Regions from separate parts of the Mus musculus genome. Here region 1 is linked to region 2. A link is a contact called in public promoter capture Hi-C data. All regions are on one chromosome and are shown on one strand. Each heading gives the region's core, a stretch centred on a gene start, on an enhancer-like site or on the middle of the called end of the contact. The rest is flanking DNA. Distances are from core to core; before and after follow the strand shown.

The links. Promoter capture Hi-C pulls out the DNA fragments that hold promoters and counts their contacts.
Region 1: a promoter capture Hi-C map of macrophages shows a contact between it and region 2, with 8 read pairs. The contact joins the enhancer-like site here to the promoter of Rft1 in region 2. A contact is called at or near these places in 15 of 39 promoter capture datasets (the 3T3-L1 cell line, 3T3-L1-derived adipocytes, the SN4741 cell line and 9 more), 7 of 484 Hi-C or Micro-C datasets (B cells, ECoMG myeloid progenitors, bone marrow-derived dendritic cells and 4 more), 3 of 115 datasets of contacts at active chromatin or transcription factors (embryonic stem cells and intestinal crypt epithelium) and 2 of 9 other capture datasets (adipose tissue and pancreatic islet).

The regions. Positions count from the first base shown.
Region 1 is chr14:30,694,443-30,697,142 of GRCm38.p6, reverse strand. No RefSeq gene overlaps it. Among named protein-coding and RNA genes, the nearest start is that of Sfmbt1, 20 kb to the left of the region's middle. Within about 2 kb of position 1,337, at least 94 of the 459 cell types and tissues checked have an H3K27ac peak or open chromatin away from gene starts, as enhancers often do. A contact at or near this core is called in 3T3-L1-derived adipocytes, ECoMG myeloid progenitors, adipose tissue and 5 more, where this site is marked.
Region 2 is chr14:30,653,114-30,655,813 of GRCm38.p6, reverse strand. It overlaps Rft1 (RFT1 homolog), which reads right to left and starts at 1,439. Exons shown (of 13, transcript NM_177815.3): 1 at 1,339-1,439. The coding sequence starts at 1,401.

The DNA.
Region 1 (2,700 bases), core at 88-2,587, 41 kb before region 2:
ATCTTCCTGTCAAGCCAAACTGAAGGTCTGGCTTGCTCTCAGTCTGAGATAGAAAATAGGTTTGGAGGGATTCACCACAACTAGTCCCTTAGGATGGACACGAAACCTGCCCCTGACCTCTACCGTGAAGGTCAGAAGCCCCTGCTCTGTGTTGTAGGGATTACATGTGAAACGTCCTATTCATGAGGCTACGGCATCCCTTGGTCAGAGGCAGCCCATGACCATAACTGTATCTCTTAGTTAGCTCTACACTTCTGCTCCATCTTTCTACTCTTCGGAGCCTTAGCTTCCCAGTAATCCCAGCATTCAGAAAACAAAGACAGGGGGTCCCCAGGGAAAACTGGCTGGCTAGAGTAACTGAACTGAGTCTGTGAGCTCCAGGCTCAGTGAGAGACCTCAGTAAAGAGGGCAATGGAGGGAAGATGCCTCAGCTCAACTGGCCTCTGCATATCCATATACACACACCTACACAAACACATCCATATACATGTGAACACACACATGGGCATGTATACATACCATAGGCACAGGTAATAACGCAATACACAATATCAAGAGATAACATCACTTATCATCAAAAAGCACAGCACGTAGACACATTCAGACTCCATGGTGAGCACTACACTGATCTAGCACTCCTACTTGAATGTGGCTGTGTCCAGGCTCTGGTCTTGAAGTACACAGGCCCACTAGCTCTCAACTCCCCATCCCACCACTGAGGGACTGCTCAACTCTGACTCCCCTGGGCTTCTATGATTTTTTTTTTTTGTTTTTGTTGTTGTTGTTCTGAGATAGTATCTCATTCCGTAGCCCAGGCTATAAACAAACTTCCTGTTCATCTTCCCAAGTGTTGGGATTAGAAGTGTGTGCTACGCTCTTGTCTTCTTGCTCCTGCTCTGTCTTTTTGTCCCTTATCCCCTCTCTCCCCAACTTCCTCCCCCACCTCTCCCTCCATATGCTCATGGCCAGCCTCCTCTCTCTCTCTTTCTCTCTCTCTCTCTTTCTCTGCCTCTACTACCCCTTTACCTCCCATCCTCATGCCCTGAATAAACTGTATTCTATTCTATACTATAAAAAAAAAGAAGTGTATGCTATCTATATACCTGGTTTCATAATGTGAAAAACACACACACACACACACACAGAGAGAGAGAGAGAGAGAGAGAGAGAGAGAGAGAGAGATCCCTGATGGGTGCTTGAAAATATAGACATGAACATAAGCTAATTTCCCACTGATGATGTAGAAGAAATAAGATAACAGGACACCCTCTGGTGGCCTTCCATCCAGTGCCAGGCCTTCCATTACTCGGTCTGTTGCAAGGATTGCCAAGAGGAAGCAGAGGCAAGAATAACCCGTGGACTTGGGCACTGTGCCCATGAGCCCTGCTGGCAGCCAGAACCACACGATTTCACTCAGTTACAAAAGAAACAAATGTACGCAGCTCTGTCCTTCAATTGCCCCCCATGGTCTGACATCTGCACACCTGCAGAACATGTTCTTGTCATTACAGACATGCCTCTTAGGGACATCAGAGGCCACATGGGGAAGAGAGTAATCTTCAGCTCTAATTTGAGAACATAAAGATGTACCATGCTAGTCTGTCTTTTTCTGAAATTATGTCAACACGCTAGGGAAACAAGAAAGACTATGTGAGGAACATCTCTATTCTGTCCAAGTATGTACAGAGGAAAACACTGCTGTTTGTCTTCTGGCGACAATGGCTTATTCTCTGGAGTCTTTGTGATTTCTCCCATGGAACCCAAGGCAGGCTCTGTCTGGAGGAGTGGGGCAGACAATGTTGTGGGGCTAGACCTTTACCCATGAAGTCTGAAGTTCCGGGATTGCCAGCTTCTCTTTGTGAGCTGATGCCTAACTCTCCCAAGAACTGAAAGCCCTTCTGAGAGGGGCCTCTGGCAACCTTGTTCACTCTATCACCATTCACGATACCCTTTTTCTCCTGAGGCAGGGTCTCTGTAGCCTAGGCTGGCCTCCTTCTGTCACGCTTCCTGAGTGCTGGGATTGGAGGCTCAGCTCATCACACCTACTATGTCATGATTTTCAAAGAAGGTTCCTAAGAGTGAGGAGTGTGTGAGACAGGGTGAAGTCTGGTCTCCCCCAGACTTCCCTTTTTCTCACTCAGCAGGCCTGCAGGAAGCCACACTAGATCCACACACTGGAAAGAGTGCCAGGATCTCCCAGACAGGAACTAGAAACATGCCTTCATTTGTCGCCTCCCAATGTGAGTAAAGCAGTCATGTCTTAGTTAGTCAGTGTTCACTGATGGGCACTGATGGAGAACCCAACTTCATTCCACAGCCCAGGCCTTGTGACAGATGACAGAGGTGTGGATAAGATTCAGAGTAGGAGGCTGGTGGGAAGGAAGGCCTGGGGCTGTGACATTTTCACCTTCTGTCCCCAGTGACCCAGGGAAGACAGGTGACTTCTACCTAAGGCATTTGCCAAGCCAGAGAGACATTATTGTAAGCCATTCCAATCATGATGGCTACTCTTACGGCCCAGACTACTCTTACGGCCATTTCCATCAAGATGCAGGCAGCAAGCTCCACCCTACAGGCTGTCTATGATTAGGCCACCAATCTCTGAGCTTGCCCCAAGATCAGGTCACAAAATCTTACCACCACTCCTAGGCCACCCTGGAAAGTCACTCGCCCTTAAGAAGCACCTATATAAAGCCTGCT
Region 2 (2,700 bases), core at 190-2,689:
ACTAAGTACCTTGTAGTGTGCCAGGACATAACAGAAATTATTTCCCCTAATCTCCCTAATCACCCTGTGAAGCTGCAGTGCTGTTCTCATTCAAAATGAGGAAGCTGCCGGGATGGAGGTATGTGCTTGTTACCCCAGCACTTTGTAAACTGCAGCAAGTACATCAAGAATTCAAGGCCAGCTTGGACTACATAGCAGTATCTTTTCATAAATAAATAAATAAAGCCAGGACTGGTGTCTCATGCCTATAAGCAGAGGCAGGGCATATCTGAGGTCAAAGCCAGCCTGGTCTACACAGTGAGTTACAGGACAGCCAGGGAGGCATAGAGAGATCTTGTCTTTAAAAAAAAAAAAAAAAGAAGAAGAAGACAAAGACGAAGAAGGAAAGAAGGAAGGAAGAAAAGAATAAACCGATGCTCAGAAAAAAAGCCAATTGATTTGAACTTTTTTTTGAGACAAGGTCTAAGTATGTAACCCTATCTAGACTGGAGCTCAGATTGGAACTCACAGAGAACTCAACCTCTTGAGTGTTGGGATGAAAGACTTGAGCTACTACACCTAACCCAAGTAACTCTTATCTTAAAAGGGGCCACCTAACCTGAATCTAATTCAGCCTGCTTCTCTCTCCTAACCTCTTTGTGCCTCTCTAGGATAAAGGTGAAGGTGGACTCTGGACCATGTGGACGAACTAGCAAGTGTCATCTGCAAAAGAAAGAAAAAAAAATACAAAGCCAAAAAAGAGTCTGTCCAAGGACACACAGCAGATGCAGTTTATTAAGTGCACACTAGGATGCTGGTACTGCGCTAAGTGAGCTTATTCAAAAGATCCCAAACAATCCTTGCAAATTGCTTTCTGAATTAGATACTATTACACTCATTTTTGTCAACAAGGAGCTAAAAGCTCAGGGGCTGAAGTGACTTGTCCTAGGTCACTGGACAAGCATTGCCTGAACCCGATCCTTGTTCTTAGCTACGCCATATGGGCTCTCTAAACTCAAAGAGAATCAGAGTTGAAGAACAGTTTTGAGGATCAAGAGTGAAACACTCCAGAAATGAACCCCTTAAAATATCAGATTAAAGTAGCCTCTGTCTACTGTTTGTTGATAGTTGTTTAAACTGTCTCCTATCATCACACGGAAACACAAGGCTCAGAAAGAAAATGGCTTGTTTGTAGTCACCAGCCAAGACTGGGACCGCAGTCTCCCAACTCCTAGACCCGGCGCCCCTCCCCGCCTCCGTGGTCCCCCGTGGAACCCTGTGCAGTGCGGGGGACCCAGAGCAGCTTCCCCGGGAGGCTTGGCCGCGGCACCACGCGCTGGAGCGGGCGCAGCAGAGTACCTGCAGCAGGAGACCCGAGGAGGCCAACCGGGCCGCCTGGCCTAGCACCTCCTGGCTGCCCATAGCCCCAGAGCCACAGCTCCGAGGAGGAAACGGGGCCCGCGCCCGCTTCGTCGCGGAAAAATGGCGTCACGGACAGGCTCGCTCCTGATTGGGTCTTTGACAGCAGGGGCGGAGCACAAGAAGCTGCGACTCCAAACAACTTTTGAGGCTGTGTCTCTTGATTTTCTTGGGGTGTCTTGATTTTTGTTGTTGTTGTTTTGAGAGTGTGTTCAGCGCCGATCCCTGTAGACCATGTTGGCCTAGAACTCGCAGTCTCTGGAACACTGGGATAACTGGGGCGCACCCCTAGCCCCAACTGATATCTTTTGGCTTGATTTTTTTTTTTTTTTTTTTAAGACAGGGTCTCATTATGTAGCCTTGGCTATCATAGAACTCGATATGCAAAGCAGACTTGCCTTGAACTCAGTGATCTGCGGGCTTCGGCTTCTGACTCCCAAGTGCCGCAACTCCAGCTGTTATTTTGAAATAAGGTCTTTCTATGTAGCCAGGGCTGGCCTGGAATTCACTTAGAGAGACTAGGATAGCCTTGAACTCCCGATCCTCTTGTCTCCAGCTCCCAAGTGATGAGAATTAAATATTTATTTGTTTTTGCATAGTGTAGTTGTGTGTGTATCAGTGAACTCTCAGGCATCAGTTCTCTCTTTCCACCTTTACATGGGTTCTGCAGTCAAACTCAGATTGGCAGGCTTACATGGTAAGCTCTTAACCTGCTGGGCTAATTTGCAGGCCTGCTAATTATCTTCCCTGTACTCCTGTTCCCTGTTCCCCAGCAGAAGGCCCTGTTTCAAAGCAAAGGAAAACAGAACAAAACAAGCCAGCAGTGGCTGCTGCGGGACAAAGTGCTCAGCAGAGACTAATCAGTGAGATTCTTGCCATTGGCGATCACACGAATGTAGTTACATAACCCTTCCACCAACTGGGCTGGACAGGACTTCTCCCAATTTTGCAAAGGAAGAACTGAGGACTGAAGGTCAGACACAGAATTTTCATGTATGTAGTTCTCTGTAGAAACCTTCCCAAGGCTCTGATACTTGGCCTGGTTGTCGAGAGGAGAAAAGTAAGCCTTGGAGGTGTGAGGTGCCTTGTTCAAATCTGCACATCATGGGCCTGGGCAGAACAGATCGGGGTCAAGGGTCAGACTGGAAGTACTTTATACTTTTTTTTTTAAAGTGGCCAACATACGCAATCACCATTTTCAAAGCTCTTTGGCCTTCCTTGCTGTCTGGTAACTGCCTGTCATCTTACACATCACTACCATCTTTATCAGTACATTTTAGATGCTCATATTTGGATCCCTTC